2 separate regions of the Macaca mulatta genome follow, and region 2 is linked to region 1. Evidence: chromatin contacts called from public Hi-C data. All regions are on one chromosome and are shown on one strand. Each heading gives the region's core, a stretch centred on a gene start, on an enhancer-like site or on the middle of the called end of the contact. The rest is flanking DNA. Distances are from core to core; before and after follow the strand shown.

Region 1 (2,842 bases), core at 168-2,667:
AATTAGCTGGGCATGATGGTGCATGCCTGTAATCTCAGCTACTGAGGAAGCTGAGGCAGGAGAACCACTTGAACCCGGAGGCGGAGGTTGCAGTGAGCGGAGATCGCGCTGCTGCACTCCAGCCTGGACGACAGTGAGACTCCGTCTTAAAAAAAAAAATAGCTGGCCGGGCGCGGTGGCTCACGCCTGTAATCCCAGCACTTTGAGAGGCCGAGGCGGGCGGATCACAAGGTCAGGAGATCGAGACCACGGTGAAACCCTGTCTCTACTAAAAATACAAAAAATTAGCCGGGCGCGGTGGCGGGCGCCTGTAGTCCCAGCTACTCGGGAGGCTGAGGCAGGAGAATGGCGGGAACCCAGGAGGCGGAGCTTGCAGTGAGCTGAGATCGCGCCACTGCACTCCAGCCTGGGCGACAGAGCGAGACTCCGTCTCAAAAAACAAAAACAAAAACAAACAAACAAAAATAGCTGATATATTGTGTGCGCTGGGCATGTGGTAAGCACTGCTTAGTGGACCTCATTTAATCCTCGCAATAATCCAGCGAAGTGGGTGTTACTATCCCGTTGATAGGAAAGAAAACTGAGCTACCGAGATAAGGCAGAGCTCCCAAGGCCTACCAGCCGCCAAGCAGCAGAGTGGGGCATCATACCAGCCTGACCCCACCAAAGACCATCGCCAGTGCCAGCGCTGCCTGGCTGTGCTGCAGGTGGGGAGGCACCTAAAAGGTAGGGAGGGAGAGAAGATATTTTCTAAGCATGTCAGGCACCAAAGACCAATGCCAAGTTCTGCTGTGTGCCTACCCTGGAGGGTCCCAAGGTGCCACCAAGCCTCAGACACACTGAGATTCTCAGAGGAAGTGGGGACTCACGGGTGGACAATGCCTAGCAGGGGCAAAGATACAGAGGTAAGGGAGTTCCAGAATGAGCCTGGCCAGATTCAGCTTCCCACCCAACCCTGGACCCCCAGGAGGTGGTGTCAAGAGGGGCCATGGCCTGGGGTGCGGGCCCCTCTTCCTCCCAGAACACTGGCCTGAATCAGCCAGCTCCTGGCACACACAGCCAGGTCCACAGGCACAACTGTTCCTTGGGGCCCCTGAGGGTGGGGGATCTGCTGGGGCTGTGGCTTGTAACGTCTGGAGTAAGTGCAGGCTCAGATCAGGGCGAGGCTGCTTGTCCAGAGAGGCAGAAAATTCCCAAACAGAAAACCCCCAAGGCGAGGACCCTGGGGCTGGACTCCTGGAGGTGGTTCTGAGCTTACCCTGTGGACGGATTGGAGGGTGGCCCCCCTAACCCACAAGGATCAAGAGGGGGTGGGGGATGGTGGGAGGGCAATCTGGCCAGGAGAAGCTACGGGGGAGGCTCCCGCCCTCCCCAGTCCCACCGTCTCAGCCCCGCGGCCTCTTCCTCCCTGGAGACAGCCAGGTGTGGCCCAGGATCCCGGGAAGTGCAGGGGAGGGGATGGCGTCTTTGCTCGTCAGGCGCTGGCCCGGCCCAGAGGGGACAGGAAGCCAGGACACCGGGGATTGTCTCTCGCAACCACAGCCCAGCCCCAGTCCGGGAGGAAGTTCTGCCGGGCGCTCTCCGCCGGTGCCTCCCTGGTTATATTGTTGAACAGGAAACCCGGCAGCGCGGGAGTCGCACGGTCGAGGAGGGAGCGCGGGACGCCGAGCCCACGCGCGCCTGCCGGGGCAAGTGGAGGCGAGGCCGGCGAGCGGACGCCCCGAGGTGCCCGGGCAAGCAGGGTCAGGAGTGGGGCGCCGAGCGGGATTTGGGGTGGGAGGTGGGGTGGGGGTAGGGAAAGGGGCAGGGTGGGGGAGGGAAGGGTGCGGCAGGTGGCGGGTCCGCACCCGGTAGCTCCGCGCGCCTGCTCCCCTTGTCTCCGTGCTGGGGCGGGAGCTGCGCGGGCCGCATCCCACGGGGAGGAGAAGGTAGGCGAAGGGCTGCCCTCCATCTGGGGGCGGGAGGAGAGCAGGCCCAGGCTCCCAGCGCCGACCCAGGCGTTGACGCCGCTGTAGCTTGGGCAGTGGATGCAGGGGACCTCCTGGCTCCTGGTGCGCTCTCGCGCTCCAGGGATCCTCCCTGCTCCCCCAATCCCTCCCCTTCTCTGTGTTTCCCCAGGGTCGGGGAAGGAACCGAGGCCGGGTCCCCTTCTTATCCAGCCCGAGACACGGAGCTCCAGTGGGCGTCCCTGTGCTGGGAATCCCGCTCGGAGTTTTTCCAGGCCTGGCCGGGATGCCTCGGGAAAGGCCCTGGTGAGGGAGGAGGTGGGCCCGGAGCGGGCGGGTCTGCAATCCTGTTGGAAGGGCTCGCAGTGGGTGATTCAGGGTGCAAATGACCTCCCCGGGAACGGGAACGCCCGCACGAGACAACCAGCCCCAGCCCGGCATTCCCAGAGCCGCGCACGGGAGGGACGCAGGGACTCCGAGACAGCAATCGGGGGGGGGGGGGTGGAGGGGGGCAGGGGGAGGGCGGAGCAGGGGCGGTCCCACTCTCCTTGGGCTCCACTCACGACCCGCCAGTGCCCCTTCAGACGCAGCCGTCGCGGCTCCGGGTCCCGGCCTTCTGCTCTGGGCCTCGTCCCAATGCCCCCCGAGGTCCCCAGCAGAGGCATTCAGGCTCCTCCTCGCCCCGCCCAGACACGGCTGCTTTGGGTATCGGTGACAGCACTCCTTAGCGTCCCTGTCCCTCTTTGCTCCATTTGCCAGCTCCGGTTCCGCGCAGCCTCTCCGGCCTCGCCCCTGGAAACCCCGCCCAGGGCGATGGTAGGGGCCTAACCTGCTGCCACCGCCGGCTCCGCCCACCCAGCCCATGGGCTCCCTGAGGCCCGCCCAGCCGACGTGAG
Region 2 (3,095 bases), core at 210-2,709, 60 kb before region 1:
TACCAAGAGAGTAGTTTGTGTCTATGTCCTTATTTCTAATCTTCCTGCTCAACCATTAACCGCACTAAACACACTCAGACCCATCTAGTCTAAAATTGAGAAGGGGAGGTTCTCACTCCTGGAGAATTACTGAAAGGGTGGCCCTCATACAGTCCGGAGTCACACTCCCAAGTGCTGGTTTTATACTTGAAAGCAGACAGCAGGACTCTGACCTTTGCAGAGATAGGAGGGACACCTTCCTACCCAGAGAAGCCAAAAGAGCACAGGACGCCCAGGCCGAGGGCAGTGAAGCTTGCTTCCAAGAACTGGTCCATTCCCCAGCCAACCCCTGTGCCCACTTAGGACTGGCATGTAGCAGCACCTCTCCTCATCCACACTCAGGCCCTAGGCTCCCAATTGACCAAAGCCTGCAAGGATAAAGTGTCCAGAGCATGGGTCCCTGCCAACACTCCCTGCCCTGCTCTTCACTAGCTGTGGTCACCACTGATGACATTTTGTCCCGAGTTCATCTGAAAGAGCAATGTCACTTTTGTGTTAGAAAGGAGACATACAGGCCAGGTGTGGTGGTTCATGCCTGTAATCCCAGCGCTTTGGGAGGCCGAGTCACGAGGATCGCCTGAGGCCAGGAGTTGGAGACCAGGCTAGGCAACACAGTGAGACCCCGTCTCTACAAAATAAATAAATTTTTAAAAATGAAAAAATTAGCTGGGCGTGGTGGTGCACGCGTGTAGTCCCAGCTACTTGGAGGCTGACGTGGGAGGTAGTCAGCCGCCACAGCACTCCAGTCTGGGCGACACAGTGAGACCCTGTCTCAAAGACAAAAACAGAAAGGAACAAAGAAATCCTCTACATGGCTAGAAGAGAATAACCGGGCCCCTAAGCTTCGTGCCAGGCGGTGCTAATGGGCGAGTTACACACGGGAGAGTGCCCAAGGGGACCTCAAGGCGTTCCCTTGGGATAAGGCATGGTCAAAACAGCTATGTTTATCCTGAAGCGAAAGGCGGAGGCTCCAGTTTGGGTCCCGGCTCCGCCCCAGGGGCTGCACTGCTGCCCTCGGGGAGGCAAAGATAGGGCAGGCGTTGTTAGTCCCACTCACAAGTGGGAACTCTTCAACTGAGGGAGGCGAAGTGACAGCCCCAAAGTTGCATAGATGGTTCTGAGGCCAAACGAGGTCAGGAACCCAGAAGCCAGGATCTAGTTTGACGTAGACCTGCGGGAGGCGGGCGGTAACCGACGCGTTCCCCCGACACCGGTGCCTTGGCCTATTTGCGCCCCGCAGGCGCTCCCGGTTCCCCAGCCTCCTACACCTCGCATCTGCCCTGGGGCTCAGCTCCCAGGGACTTCCGGGAGCAGCTGGCCCCGCCCCAAGGCTCCTTCGGGCCGCGCGATTGGCACGGCGGGCCGGGGGCAGGGCCGGAGCGCCGAGCCAACGTGATGGCGTCAGGGGCCGCGGGCGCCGCTTCCTGTTGTCAGTGGCCGAGAGGCCGCATCGTCTGCTCCGAGTGCTGAGGAGCTGCCGCGGCCGGGAGCGCCCCCAGCCTCGCTCCTCGCTCCGCTTGGTGAGTTAGGGGGTCAAGATGCGAGGAGGGCGGCGGAGGGGCGGCGGGGCCGAGGCGCGAACGGGCGGTGGGCCTCCTGCTCCCTCCGCGATCCCCAGCGCCTGGTTACCCTGAGACTGCCCGGCTTCAGAGCCCTCAGCTCTGCCCAGCCTGCGCCCGCCCCGCTCCCACCCAGCCTTCCCCCTGCACCGCCGCTGTGGCCCCGTGCCCCACGTCTGTCCAGCCCCCAACCCGCGCCCGCATTCCCTCACCGGCGGTCTTGCTTAAATGCAGCTTCACTCGTGACCCCACTTTACCTTAGTTCCAACCCCGATCTCGGCCACGTCTCTTCGCCCCGCCCTGACACATCTCATCGTCTCTCCCGACCCCTCTGGTAATCACGATGCTCCTCGCTCACGTCCCCAAGACCCACCATTCAGGTTTCCCCTTCTCTGGCTCAGCTTTCTTATCCCAGTCACCCCCATCCCCTGTCCAGCTCCCCAAGATCTGCTCATCCCAAACACTCTACCTCTGCCTTCTCATCTAAGACCCACCCCCAAAGTAAGTGCCCTGTTGAGCTCACCGCTTTCTTCTGGATAACTCCGATCTCAGCCTTATTCCAAGTCTTAACTGTGTCTTCTCGTCCTTAGTCTCCTAGCCCTCTGTATACCTTCCTTTGCGTCTCCTGCCGTACTGAGGACACCCCATCCCTAAGTCTTTGCCAAACTATCCCTAACTCTTGCTGCCTCCTTTCCTACCACCCTCACCCAATCTTGTTAAAAATGGCATCTCCATGTCCTTTCACCCCCGCTGACCGACCGCAACTCTTCACCCCAACTCTGCGTCCATTCCTTCCCTGGACCCAACTCCCATTCAACCTGAGAACTTTAGTGCAGAGTCTCCTGCCAACTCCACCAGCTGCCCCTCAACAGCCAAATGTAGGTGCTCACTCAGACCCTCAGTTAGAGACTGAGCAGCATGATTGGCGGGTGTAGGGGCTCAGGTGGTAAATAAGGGTGGAGGAACAGTGGGCTCTCCCCAACTCTTGGGTGGGGCCAGGGTTTTTCCTGGCATCTGGTCTCCTGTACCTGTCCTCAGGGACTGTGTTTCTGGCATTTATATTAAATGACTTGTGCTGGCTGCTGGAATGGTAGGTATCATTCAAATATCTGGAAGGTGAGAGATGGCCACTTACTCAGCTCACTTAGCACAGAATGATGGAAGCTGTCACTTCCTTCTGGCTGGTGTTCTGGCCCTGGAGAGCCTCTGGGAAGTTCTGCGTGGTGTTGGCTGTGGTCACAGAACATTGTTCATGTTCCTTTTCCTGTAAGGAACTTGTAAGGGCCTCTCCCTGCCAGAGCTGATGGCAGATCAATCCTGATGCTGAATTCAGGGGATATGATGGGTGCCAGAGGCAGTGTTACCTGTTGTGAAGAGTATAGGTGAGTAGATCCTGGGGAGGCTGAGGTCTAGGTGGGTACAGAGGCTCTTGAATCGCTTTCTTTTCTTGCAAGTGCTGGATCATTGACTTTTGGCCACTTGGGTTCCATGAACACA

The links. A called contact is a pair of places that touch in the nucleus more often than the background predicts.
Region 2: a Hi-C map of CD4 T cells shows a contact between it and region 1, with 2.2 times the contacts expected there. The contact joins the promoter of PLEKHM1 here to the promoter of ARHGAP27 in region 1. A contact is called at or near these places in 2 of 14 Hi-C or Micro-C datasets (CD4 T cells and cortical neurons).

What each region holds. Positions count from the first base shown.
Region 1 is chr16:69,805,922-69,808,763 of T2T-MMU8v2.0, reverse strand. It overlaps ARHGAP27 (Rho GTPase activating protein 27), which reads left to right and starts at 1,417. Exons shown (of 19, transcript XM_077972125.1): 1 at 1,417-1,725; 2 at 2,706-2,837.
Region 2 is chr16:69,865,352-69,868,446 of T2T-MMU8v2.0, reverse strand. It overlaps PLEKHM1 (pleckstrin homology and RUN domain containing M1), which reads left to right and starts at 1,459. Exons shown (of 13, transcript XR_013406967.1): 1 at 1,459-1,559. It overlaps LOC144335797 (a long non-coding RNA gene), which reads right to left. Exons shown (of 2, transcript XR_013406977.1): 2 at 1,462-3,095.